Linked DNA regions of Mus musculus: regions 1, 2 and 4 are each linked to region 3. A link is a contact called in public HiChIP or PLAC-seq and promoter capture Hi-C data. All regions are on one chromosome and are shown on one strand. Each heading gives the region's core, a stretch centred on a gene start, on an enhancer-like site or on the middle of the called end of the contact. The rest is flanking DNA. Distances are from core to core; before and after follow the strand shown.

Evidence for each region. Promoter capture Hi-C pulls out the DNA fragments that hold promoters and counts their contacts. HiChIP or PLAC-seq counts read pairs in DNA pulled down with a chosen protein or histone mark.
Region 1: a contact with region 3 is called in an H3K4me3 HiChIP or PLAC-seq map of the 230-238 cell line, with 12 read pairs. The contact joins the enhancer-like site here to the promoter of Itga4 in region 3. A contact is called at or near these places in 4 of 39 promoter capture datasets (the C10 cell line, the HPC-7 cell line, embryonic stem cells and 1 more), 3 of 115 datasets of contacts at active chromatin or transcription factors (the 230-238 cell line, bone marrow-derived dendritic cells and large pre-B cells) and 2 of 9 other capture datasets (adipose tissue and liver).
Region 2: a promoter capture Hi-C map of pre-B cells shows a contact between it and region 3. The contact joins the enhancer-like site here to the promoter of Itga4 in region 3. A contact is called at or near these places in 6 of 39 promoter capture datasets (the C10 cell line, the HPC-7 cell line, embryonic stem cells and 2 more) and 3 of 115 datasets of contacts at active chromatin or transcription factors (bone marrow-derived dendritic cells, bone marrow-derived macrophages and large pre-B cells).
Region 4: an H3K4me3 HiChIP or PLAC-seq map of the SCID.adh cell line shows a contact between it and region 3, with 24 read pairs. The contact joins the enhancer-like site here to the promoter of Itga4 in region 3. A contact is called at or near these places in 12 of 39 promoter capture datasets (the C10 cell line, the HPC-7 cell line, HPC-7-derived erythroid cells and 8 more), 1 of 15 datasets of contacts at CTCF or cohesin (CD8 T cells), 5 of 484 Hi-C or Micro-C datasets (the MNK3 cell line, bone marrow-derived macrophages, natural killer cells and 2 more), 20 of 115 datasets of contacts at active chromatin or transcription factors (the 230-238 cell line, CD8 T cells, DN3 thymocytes and 15 more) and 3 of 9 other capture datasets (adipose tissue, embryonic stem cells and liver).

What each region holds. Positions count from the first base shown.
Region 1 is chr2:79,695,631-79,698,606 of GRCm38.p6, reverse strand. No RefSeq gene overlaps it. Among named protein-coding and RNA genes, the nearest start is that of Ppp1r1c, 11 kb to the left of the region's middle. Within about 2 kb of position 1,641, at least 80 of the 459 cell types and tissues checked have an H3K27ac peak or open chromatin away from gene starts, as enhancers often do. A contact at or near this core is called in the 230-238 cell line, adipose tissue and bone marrow-derived dendritic cells, where this site is marked.
Region 2 is chr2:79,740,664-79,743,769 of GRCm38.p6, reverse strand. All of the region lies in intron 2 of Ppp1r1c (protein phosphatase 1, regulatory inhibitor subunit 1C), which reads right to left. Among named protein-coding and RNA genes, the nearest start is that of Ppp1r1c, 34 kb to the right of the region's middle. Within about 2 kb of position 1,304, at least 51 of the 459 cell types and tissues checked have an H3K27ac peak or open chromatin away from gene starts, as enhancers often do. A contact at or near this core is called in the HPC-7 cell line, bone marrow-derived macrophages and pre-B cells, where this site is marked.
Region 3 is chr2:79,254,095-79,257,328 of GRCm38.p6, reverse strand. It overlaps Itga4 (integrin alpha 4), which reads right to left and starts at 1,903. Exons shown (of 28, transcript NM_010576.4): 1 at 1,473-1,903; 2 at 1,030-1,151. The coding sequence starts at 1,669.
Region 4 is chr2:78,993,608-78,996,821 of GRCm38.p6, reverse strand. All of the region lies in intron 1 of Gm37004 (a long non-coding RNA gene), which reads right to left. Among named protein-coding and RNA genes, the nearest start is that of Gm37004, 23 kb to the right of the region's middle. Within about 2 kb of position 1,746, at least 21 of the 459 cell types and tissues checked have an H3K27ac peak or open chromatin away from gene starts, as enhancers often do. A contact at or near this core is called in the SCID.adh cell line, bone marrow-derived macrophages, double positive thymocytes and 2 more, where this site is marked.

The DNA of each region.
Region 1 (2,976 bases), core at 392-2,891, 440 kb before region 3:
GTCTGGGCAATAAGTCACAAGTGCTTCTTGATTTATCTCCCAGCCATGTGTTGTCAAGATCCCTAGTGTCATCTCAGAGTTTCTGCTTTAAGATATTTTAAAATATTCATCCCTTTTTTATGGTTTTCCAATCACCTAGTTTTAAAGCAGATAAATTAACATATGACTCATTGTCCTCTTATGCAATATATGCATGAGGTTCTTGGAAGCAAGGCAGTCTCTCAGTAGAAAGACTGTGAAACTTCTGACAGGCCAGAATGTGCTGAGCCTTATTTTCCAAGAATGAGTCATGAGGTGAAAGTGATGATAGGTGTGGGTACTTAAGAAAACGTGATAAGAAAATCAACTGACATTCTTCCTTGGTACTTTGGAGAAAATAAAAATAAAATGTTATTTTCTAGGCGTTTCACAAACCATGTGCTCCTCAGTCACTACTGAACTTTACTTTGAGTAACCAAAGGCCTTTCGCAATGCTATAGTCTTTAGACATCAGTTCTTTGTTTGGAGAATCCTTCCATCCCTCTCGTCCAATGCAACAGCCACCTCTTCTTTTAGTTCTGTGCTCAGCGGCTCCTTCTCCTATGCTGTCATCTCGGAATTCTCCAAGTAGTTTGTTAAGTCGTCTTCTAAGCTTTCACAGGAGTGTGCTCATACATGTTTTAGTTTTTGTTTTTCCCAGTTGAAAAGTAATTTGGGGGCAGGAGCAAAGGCTTAGGCAGTAGAGCACTTGCCTCTCAAACATAAAAGCCTGAGTCTGGATGCCCAGACACCACAGAAAAGGCTGTGCCCAGTGGCGCCCACTTGTGATCCGAGTGTTGGTGATAAGGGCAGGTGAAGATGGACCCTTGGAAATCAATGGTAAGATAATCTAGCATATTTGGCAAAATTTCAGACCACTGAGTAACCCAGTCTCAAACTAAAGATAGAATAAAAACCAAGGTGATTGGCCTCTCACCTCTTCATGACTATGCATACATGTACACACAGGTACCCACACACGTGTGCACCCACATATATGAACATATACACATGAAACTAATTATTAATATTTACTGTTATTGATGGATATACATGGATGTTTACATCCAATCCCAAGAAAGTAAGATGCTAAGCATGTCCTTGTACTGATTACTCGTCTGTCATGACAACATCACCTCTTTCTACATAGCCACTATTGTTTCAATAGAATACTTTGTCTTGGATTCAGTCTGTCCACCAAAATGTACCATTTCATAAGCTTTTAGTAATGGCTCATGGCTAGTAAACTCTCTTAAGCCTGTGCATTTCTAGAATGTTTTTTGCCCTTCTACATGAGTTAGTTCGATTGAATGAAATGCTACAAGTTTCAGAATTTTTGTTTTTTGAACTTTGATAATTCTCTACTGCTAAATAAAATCTAGGACTACTGATTTCATTTCAGAGAAAGCTGTCATGAAAGGTCTGATCTCCTGAGAAACATTCAGTGTATTTTCCCTTAACATTCTCAAATTACGCTAGGGTGTGTATGGATGTGGGTGGCAGTTTTCTATTCAAGCTTCTAAAACACTTTGGATTTTCCCAATATTTTAGATGACTCATTTCATCCTGAACTTTTTCAGTAACCTTGTGGTTTGAGATTGCTATTTATACTTACACTGAGCATGCTCCTCACGCAATATCATTAGAATAGATCTCATCAGATAGATTCTACTCTCTTACTAAGTGAATATACATGTTTGAAAATAGAGGCTGTCCTTGGGTATTTAGGAGCAGGATCAAGTTGAGGAAACTTTTCACACAAATAACTTTATTTAGGGTCTGGATCGCAGGCCCTCCTGGTTGTATGTCAGTTGTTAAGTCAACCCCATTTCAAAGCTGTCCGATCTTGTCCTGAGAACAGGGGGAAGCAGTGCTTCCCTATTTGAGTTCCCTCTTTGCTGTTTGATGACGGCTCATGCTCCCCTTCCTGACTCTCCAGACCCTGCCCACACACGAGGGACTCTCCAAGGGAAGGAATCTCCCATGTATATTAAACAATCCTCTAGGGTTTATCCTAGGCAACCCCTGCTGCCGCCAAATGTTCCTGAACTAGGTATCAAGTGAGGTCCAGAGCGTTGCGGCGAGGGTCTTCTCCTGTCTTCATCATTATGCGCTGTTGTTCTTCACTGCTTCTTTTGAGAAAGGCAGGTTTGACAAAATAGCAACTTCTCCTACAATTCTCTTTTCTAACTCCTCCAAAAAAAGATGGTTCTATCTACAACTTAGCTTCCATTATTATACATCAAAAATTTTGTTCTGCTGAGCTCTTTCTTATTACATATAATTTATATACACATGGCATATATATTCACACACACACACACACAGCTTTTAGACAATGTATTTCTTTCCCTTGGGAAGTCCCTCGTGTGGGCAGGGTCTGGAGAAACAGGAAGTAGAGCCTAAGAGCCTGAGCTGTCTTAGAACAACAAGGAGGGAACGAAAAGGGGAACCACTGATTCCTTGTCTTCAGTACAAGCTTGGACATTGCGTGCGTGCGTGCGTGCGTGCGTGCGTGCATGCGTGCGTGCATGCATGATTGCGTGCATGTGGGTGTGGGTGGGTGGGTGTGGGTGTGTAGTACTAAAATATTTTTATCATAGTAATTCATCTCAACAGGTTTTGAAAGTCCAATAGGACAGACAGAAGGCTAGCATTATCTTGTTGTTAATTCTCACAAATTTATATCAGTGTACATGTCCTCCATAAGAACACAGTAGTTCTATAACTCCCCATTGTCTGATTCAGCAAATGGAGAGAGTGGAAATAGAAACACAAAACTAAAAAAAAAAAATCATAAAGAAGGAATCAAGGGAGAGATAGGTTTGACTTTTCTGTTAATGGAAACCATCAATGGAAACATTTTAGGAGAGGGGTGGATGCTGAGAGTTTGGAACGAATGAGGGATGCGGTAGCTGAAGATCTTTTTGGATGATGTGAAGGTTGATCCTGATGCCT
Region 2 (3,106 bases), core at 55-2,554, 490 kb before region 3:
TGCTATACTTGTAGACCAGAACCTAACTTAATAGCCATCAGAGAGACTTCATCCAGCAACTGATAGGAGCAGATGCAGAGACCCAGAGTCAAACATTAGGTGGAGGTTGGAGAACTTCATGGAAGAGGAGAAGGAATATGGGAACCAGAGGGGTCAAGAACACCAGGACAACATGGTCCACTGAATCAAATAAGCGTGGCTCATAGGGGCTCACAGAGATTGAAGCAACAATCAGGGAATCTGTATGGATTGGACCTAGGTCCTCTGCATCTATGCTATGGTTGTGTGTCTTGGTGCTCTTGTGGGACTCCTAACAGTGGGATAAGGAGCTGTCTCTGACTCTTTTGCCTGCTCTTGTGTCCCTTTCCTCCTCCTGGGTTGCCTCATCAAACCTTAAGAAGAGGTTTGTGCCTAGTCTTATTGTAATTTGTTTATGCCATGTTTGGTTGATATCCCTGGGAGGCCTGTTCTTTGTTGAAGAAAATCAGAAGAGAAGTGAATCTCAGGGAGAGGGGAGGTAGAGGAGAAGGACTGGGAAGAAAGGAAGGAGGGGAAACTGCAGTTGGAGGGTAAAGTATGAGAGAATAACAAATAAGTTCAAATTTTAACAAATCTGGAGAAAAATATTGAAAGGAGAATAAAATATTAAGATGCTTACAGTGGAGTCCTACTGCTCACTTGTGTGGTTAACAACTTGTGAGCTGCAGAATGTATTATAATTCAAAATTATTTTCCATTTTAAAATCACAGTCTTTGTGTGTGATTGCTTCCTCACCCCCAAATTGGGAAAATGGATCAAAGGCATAATAAAACGAGTGAACATATTATGGATTCCTACAGTGAAACCATTCTGGGCTTGGAAACAAACTAAGCTTTCTTCCCCCTAGGGGATTTAGAATTGGCAGTAAGAATGCCAGGAAGTAAAGTTTTTACAGAAAAAAATATTCATAATTCCTCACAGCAATTTTTTTTAATATTAAGGCACTTGTATGACTAACTAGATATTTATTCTATGAAAACTAAGTTGAACAGTGACTTAGGGTTGTGGAAATGAGAAAAAGAATTTTTACTTAGGCACTTAAATGTAAGACCTAACTTTGTAGAGAAATCACCATCTTGTCATCAAGCATGCATTCATTTATATAATAAACTCTATAAAGCCAGCCAGATGGGAAGGAATAAAGGTGAGTGAATTCAGATTCCTATCAGACTGTTGTGGACATGGTAGATAGTATACTCTCTCAATCCTTCCATCCCTTCCCACACAAACAAGACTGGGTACCAAACTCTACTGGTCTTGGTAATAGGAACTTAAGGCCAAATCAGAAAGGATAGAACCAAAAAAAAAACATCTCATTTCCTTTATTAACAAACTATCAATTGTGGGGGAATTACACTTTTCCTGTTTTGAATACTTTGAAAATACTATGCTTTGCTTCTGGGTGCCTGGATATACTTGAATCCTGAACATTTGTTGTCATTGTAATGTGTGTGACTTTCTTAAATTCTCCATTTGAAGACCAGAGCAGCACTGTCCTCAGAAGTGTAGTCTATCAGTATATGATGTCAAGTCGATGTGATAAACACTGTCTGATCCACTTCTGCTTTCTACCCTCAAAGGCTGTTTTTCAGTTCCTCAAAAGCAACATCCTGTTTCCTACCTTGAGATTCATCTCGGTGTAAATCTCCTCTCTTCCTTGCTTTCTTCTTTATATGTTAATTTAATTATAAGGCCTCTTTGGTCTCTAGACTAGGTTACATCTGTCTTGTTATATACTCTAATGGCAACTGTGAACCCTTTGCAGAATTTATTGTAATTACAATAAGTTAGTTTTTTTCATCGTCTGCATCATAGTTACTTTTCTATTGCTGTGCCAAAATGTCACAAATAAGGCAACTTATAAAAGAAAGCATTTGGAGCTAAGATGAAAGGATGGGCCATCCAGAGACTACTCCACCTGGGGATCCATCCCATAATCAGTCACCAAACACAGACACTATTGCATATGCCAGTAAGATTTTGCTGATAGGACTCTGATATAGCTGTCTCTTGTGAGGCTATGCCAGTGCCTGCTAAGAAGTGGATGCTCACAGTTATCTATTGGATGGAACACAGGGCCCCCAATGGAGGAGCTAGAGAAAGTACCTAAGGAGCTAAAGGGGTCTGCAACCCTATAGGTGGAACAACAATATGAACTAACCAGTACCCCCAGAGCTTGTGTCTCTAGCTGCAAATGTAGCCGAAGATGGCCTAGTCAGCCATCATTGGGAAGAGAGGCCACTAGGTCTTGCAAACTTTATATGCCCCAGTACAGGGGAATGCCAGGGCCAAGATGTGGGAGTGGATAGGTAGGTGATGGGCAGGGGATATGAAACTTTCGGGATAGCATTTGAAATGTAAATAAAGAAAATATCTAATTAAAAAAAAAGAAAAAAAAAGAAAGAAAGCATTTGATTGCTGTTCATGGTTCCATAGGGTAGTAGGGTCTCTGATTATCATGGCAGGGAGCCTGGCAGCAGGTGAACAAGCATGGCACTGGAGCAGTAGCTGAGAGCTGACAAGTTGAAACAACAATCATGAGGCAGAGAAAGAGAGAGCCAGAGTAGCTGGGAATGACTAGACATTTTTAAACCTCACACCTAACCCCACTGACACACCTCCCTCATCAGGGCCACACCTCCTAATCCTTCCCAAAGAGTTCTACGGACTGTGGACTAAGCATTCAAATATATGAGCCAATAGGGTCATTGTCATTCAAACCACCATACTCTGCTAGTATCATCCTGTAAAATCTGCTCTAAGATGAAAGTTTCCTTGTTAGACACATGCTTAAAAATGTTTCATTGAATAGATAAATTAGAGAACAAATGTGCTGTGGGATGTTCACAGGTTCAAAGGCATACAAAAAATATCTACCCTAGTCTGTAGTCACAAAAGTTTCCCTAAATGAAAGCCTGAAGAGACAAAGATGAAAGGACTGCATCCCTGAAAAGTCAAAATTCCTCGCCGGAAGAAAGAACAGCATGAAGAACAGGGCACACATACAAAATAGATTGCTGTGCCCAGGTATAGAAAATATGTGGAGACAAATTCAGTTATGTTATG
Region 3 (3,234 bases), core at 654-3,153:
CAAAACCCTTCATTTAGTTTTTATCCTCACTGAAGATGTATACCTGAAGTGATAACCCTGAGTCTAGGTAAGTACTTTTGAAGAAGGAACCTGCAGCTCTCTGTGTGGGAGCCCTGAGGAAGCAGAAGCAGTACAAGCATACACTAGAGCTGCTGTGAGGGGAAAACATTGAGCAATATACACAGCCATGCTTAACAGTACTGAGAGCAAGATAGATCTAAATTAATATTAGTTCCCCTTTCTTTCCCCATGTGTCTGTGCGCAGCAACTTTGCTTTTGACTTTGAAACATGAAACTTGTCTCCTCTGCCGTCAGCGCACATTTCTCAAGTTGCTGAAAACCTAAATAAAGACAGAAACGAGGGCTGAAAGACAGACCTGCTTTACAGGAGAATTTGAGGGGAGGAAAATTAGTAATTATATGTCAGACCTCCTATATTTATGATTTTAACAAAAGGCATGCTGTTTTTTTCTTCCCATTCTTTTATGGTAGGTAGTGTCATTTTTAAAGGAAGGGGAAGAAAAATCCCTGGGCTACATGGTGGGATATAGGCTAAATGGTGAGATATAGGCTACATGGTGGGATATAAGCTACATGGTGGGATATAAGCTACATGGTGGGATATAGGCTACATGGTGGGATATAGGCTCAATCAAAGTTTCTATTCCTGATGTGCAGCTCACGCTAGAACAAAGTTGAGAAGTTGGGTCCTCAGCCAGAGAGGGGTTTTAAGGCTTTGAAACAGATTTTACACATGGAAGAGTTCTAGGACTGGTAGAAGGTAGCTTGCCAGAAGCCACCCTATGAGACTTCCCCTGAAAGAGGTTTGGAAGATACTGAGATCACATACAGTTGCAAGCAAAGGAGAGGAAAATACTCTCAGGAGCAAGCTGGCATGGGGTTAAAATTGAAAAGCTTGTACTTTAATCCAGAAGAGACCAGCATCATAGTGTCTTCCAGGACTTGCCCAACAGTGGACCCACGAAGGGGAGAAAGTTCATTATGTCTTGTTTTGGGGACCCAACTCACCCAGCTGGAGCTGTTCGCAGGTCTGGTTTGGATTCTTTCTGATCCCGCATCTGTAAATCGCCCCAGGATTGACCACTGAGGCATTAGAGAGCCAGCTGGCAGTGGGAGCCCCCACGATGAGCCTAAAGCAAGAACCATGCAAGTTCGCTCAGACGTGAACCAGTCTGCCCACCCACTCTGCCCCGTGTTGGCTTGTGACAGCTGTGCAGTGGTCAGCAAGGGAAGTGGCACCCACCTCCTCTTCCCATGACTGGAGACCCAGGACTCAGGAGCACCCTGGGGGCTGCCATCCCAAGATAAGTTAGTTCCAAGGCTCTCCAGTGAGGCAGCTGGCTGAAGCCAGGTCTTTCTCTGACCTCCCAGGAGGGCGGAAAGTTTGATTCATACAAGGAATCCCAGAGGCGGAGGCGCTGTGACATGCCTCTTGGGGAGGGCGCACTCACCAGCGCTTCGACCCGTGGCTGTGCAGCACCACCGAGTAGCCAAACAGCGTGCCGGAGGGGCCCTGGTACAGCAGTGCATTCTCCGGGTCCAGGTTGTAGGAGTGCCCGGTTGGCACCCCGAAGTACAACAACAGCATCACCGCTTCCCGGAGGGCGATCCCTCGGGACCTCGGTCTGCACCTCGCTTCCGCAGCCATGCGCTCTTGGTGGAGAACATTCAACACAAAACGGCCACTGACCAGAGTTGCACAGGATGCGACGGTTGGCCAAAGAGAAGAGCGCCCCAAGAGATGAAGTGCAGCAGCGTGTCCGGTGCTGGCAGGCGACAGGGGCGGAGAGAGGGACGCCAGAAGAGGAGGGGAATTGGTGGCCACAGGCGGAGCGATCGTAGTGGCCAGGGATGCTTCAGGCTCTGGCCCACGCCCCGTTTCTGTGGCCCCGGAGCCAGGGGCCGGGTGCTCCTAGGATCTGGGTGGGGTCCTGGGTGTGGTGCAGTGGCTCACAGCCTGGCCTCCCTCTCCCCAACCCGATCCCCATCCCCGCCCCGCAGCAGCTGTAGGGGGCGCTAGGGGACCTAGGTTGCATGGACTCACACCCTGGCAGACATCACACACAGTGGCTCTGGCTTCTGGGGCCCAGCAAAAATAACCCTTGGGGGAACACAAAACAGATCAGGGGATTCCCTTTTGAAAGTTGGCTAAGGCTTGATGCCTTGCGGGACTTCACCAAGTGACTGGCCTCCAGGGCCAGTCCCAGTGGCCAATAATTTGGGAACTAAGACTGTGGAGAACCTTCCAGAACTTCCTCTGTCACTTATGTGCTGTGTAGCATACAGAAATTACACAGTTTGCAAGAAGCCAAAACTGCTGCCCCCCCCCCCTCCCGCCCCAGCCCTATTGGAGCATTTGGTGACAAAAGTATATGGCTAGTCTCTTCAAAACTCCCAGGCCTGCAGCCTTTTATGCAGGCTTCCTTCCTCTCTATACACTTCCTCTTAAATAGAGTCTATACGCATGAGCAAGCCAGGCAATAGCCTAACACAGAAAACCCAGGCAAGCTAAGGAAATTCTGTGACTTGCCTCACTTAGCAGACTCCACCCCTTGCTCACTTCTTCATAACTAGTCCCCATGTACACACTCAGTTACCCCAGGACATACCTACCACCAGATGTGTAGACACAGCCTAAGACAAGGTCATAACAGGCTTCTAAAAAGCCACCAGAGATCAGAGTCACAGCACACCTAAGCCAGGAGATGGGCCTCTGCTGAACATACTCCTTGTGTGCTGCTTTTCTTTTTTTTTTTAATTTTATTTTATTTTTAATTTATGTCTTACACTCCATATTCCATTCCCTGCTTTTCACGCTGGAGCAGGAGGCAAGTGCTGGTGAGTGTTAGCAGGTGAGATGCTGGCCCTCTTACCTTTGTTGCAAAAAAAAGACAAATGACAAGAAAGAAAGAAAGAAAGAAAGAAAGAAAGAAAGAAAGAAAGAAAGAAAGAAAGAAAGAAAGAAAGAAAAAGAGAGAGGGAGGGAGGGAGAGAAAGAAAGAAAGGAAGAAAGAGAGAGAGAGAGAGAGAGAGAGAGAGAGAGAGAGAGAGAGAGAGAAAGGAAGGAAGAAAGGAAGAAAGAAAGAAAGAAAGAAAGAAAGAAAGAAAGTCCGTGTCTGCCAGTTACACCAACAGAATCACAGGCCCGCAGCTGTCGCTGTTCACTGAGTCAGATCATCTCATGCAGTGGGCAGCCCCCAGTCCTCGAAACAC
Region 4 (3,214 bases), core at 497-2,996, 260 kb after region 3:
CCCTCAGTAATTACCCGAGAAACTTGAGCAGTCTGTGCCTGCGCACTCCTCGCTGCAAGGCTGGGCGAAAACCCATGGCTTTTTTTTTTTTCTTCCAGGAATCTATCATTCTGTTTTTCTCCATCCACTTCACTTTCTATAGAGATCAAAATTATCATATCTTCCCATTAGTTTTCTGAAGATCAGTGAGGAAGCTAGAAAATTATACAATATAATTATTTGATCTGCTTAAGGTTCCATTTCTTTTCATGTCATAAGCAGTAAAAAATTTGGAAGAGCTAATTAAGTAGAAATTGAGGATTTAGAATTCCCAAACAATTTTGTTCTCTTCAGGATAATGTTCATATTTCAGCGTAAGGCTGTGATCTGGCCGTTGCTACATTGTTTAGGCATCCTTACTCCAAGATAATATACCAACAAAGAAGAAAGGGCAGTCTGTGGAGCTTGTTGCTTTGATAGTGAGACCTGATTAGCCCCTTACAGACTCCACTGTACCAAACACCTCACAGGCATGCTACTCGGTCTCTGTTCCTCAGATCTGCAGGTCCTGACTCTTTGCTTTCTCTCTCAGTTAGCAGGGGGATAGGGAACCTTTTGAGTGTGTATAAAGAACTTCACTAAATGGCACTTGCTCGGCTTATAGAATTAATTTGAAGTACTCCTATCAGGAGTATGGGTTTAACTATCTCAGAGTATTGTCTTTCACTATCCAAAATCACAAGGAAAACAGTGTGTATAGAGTACAAGGCAAAACCATCATACCAACCAAGTGGAAGCAAGCACGGAGGCACAAGTAACACAACCAATCATGTGGCATCTTTGTGGTGTGTACGTATGTGTTTGTGACACCTTTGTGTGTGTATGTAGCTGAACTACCCTGAGAACAAACTTTTTAGAAGTATTCTTTCTTATCCTAAGCCTACAAAGGAAGCAGTTTGCCTTCATCTTTACAAGACTTCGTTGGAAACAGATGTTCATTTGCTCTGCAATTCATTAAATTTAAAAAAAATGGTTTGGTAATTTTTAAATTATGTATGACTGAATTTGAATTTGATCATCTATTCATTCTAGAATATATTCCCCTGTTTTACTGGATGGAAACCAAATGAATATAAATGATTCTTTGATAGTTAGTTTTAGTTTGTGTGTGTGTGTGTGTGTGTGTGTGTGTGTGTGTGTGAGAGAGAGAGAGAGAGAGAGAGAGAGAGAGAGAGAGAGAGAGAGAGAGAGAGAAGGCTTTGCTGTGTATCCCAGACTGGTCTCTTGGCCTTGACCTCACTATGTAGCCCTCACTGGCCTTGAATTCTCTGTGGTACCCCTTCTTTGGCACACTCAGTGCTGGGGATTATAGGTATATGCCATATGCTCATTGATAAATGATTATTCTAATCACACTTAAATGTGGTATAGTCAGAATAAGTAGCACAAGAGCAAGGCGCCTGGATTAGAATACAAACAGGAAGTCCCAAGTGCATTGCCTGTCTTTTCTACTTCCTCACAGAACCCAGGGAGTCTCTTACTCAATGCTAGTGTCATTCTTTGGCTAGATCACCTACCAGTCTCTGCTCAGCTCTTATACTTCTTTTCCTTTGTCTGTACTGGTTTTAAACAGAGATATGATGCCTGGGTAGAGTTTAAGCACTTTATATTTAGACCCTTTCTGATTTATTCTTTTTATTGATTTAAATCCTTGCAAATTTAGACACCATAGAAAACTACTATTTCCCTCATAATGGCCTCTTCAGTGTGTTTCGCAGTCTTTTGTGGAAAATAATGACATAATGATAGTGTTGTCAGACCTATATTTTCTACTTGATAAACTAGCAATTATATGATTAAAGCATTTTTTAGAAACCCACATTAAGTATATGATACTCTAGAAATCAGTCCATCATGTAATTACACAGTCAGGAGAGAAATAATTTACATGACTAAAAACCATCTGAAACACTATCTGTGAACAGGATGTGCGTTTTTAAATGGAGAATTAAGGAATATCAAATGGTTCTCTGTATAATGCACTTTTAATGTTAGGGCTATAACTTCTGTATTTTTAAAATTAGGTTTCAATTTTTGTTTTCTGTCATTAGTAACAGGAAACTATATCAAACTCTGCTGGAAATGTGCTGGATACATTAGGACAAAACACACAAATCTGATGATTTCTCTCCAAACGACAAACACTTCCAAAGAACAGAGACAGGCAGACGAGGCCTGGGTGTTGAAGCGTCTGTGACACACACCAACTTTGCAGCAACTTGATTTCAGTAGATCACGAAAGCAGATTTGATGACAAGAGCACGGACTTTCTTGAAGATCGAGCCATAGACCAGAGTGCCCACACTGTGGTCAGTGGGGGAGAGGTAAATACGTCCACACACAACATTTTTATTAGAAAAAAAGAATAGACATTAGCAGGCTGTACAGTGTGTCCAATCAGGACATAGTGTGAAGACTCCTCTTCAAGACCAAAATATGCTACCATTTCCCTTCACTGATTTACTCCAGTCTTTAAAGCCAATCACCATGCTTTCCACACTGTTATTTGAGGAAGATTCTATAAGTCAGAAGTCTCATCTTAGAATTCACCCTTCCAAGCATAATTCCATGAAGTCCTGTGAATTAGTATTGCCTAAAGAGGAAGCTTAGCTATATTAAGTAAGAATAACCAGTGTACCAATCCATGAATGTTATTTTACCATTTATGAGGATTTTGAAGAATAAAACATGTACAGACTCAGACTGGATTGCAGCAATAAATCATAAATCTCTTTACACAGAGAGAGGAGAGGCTGGAGAGATGCCTCAATAGAAAAGGGCATTTACTGTTCTTTCAGAGGGTCCAACTCTGGGTCTCAGCACCCCTGTTGGGCCACTCATAACCACCTGTATCTCCTGCAGTTTCGGGAGGTCAGATGGTGTTTCCTGGCTTCTATAGGGCCTACACATATCTGTGCATACACCTACACAGGTGTACCACATAAATAGGAATACTTTTGTTTTCTTAAAGAACACATTGAAAACCTATAAGAAGGGTCACTCTTTGGCAGGATTGGGAAGGATGTATGTGAATTACACATTGGCAAGGGAAGCAGAAGAGACTTTTACAGAGATCCTTATGTGTTCTGGTTATTGAATCACTTGCATGCTCTACTCAGAAATTATGTCATCTTTAAAAATTGCAAAAGAAAAAGAAGTGATATAGAGTAAATGC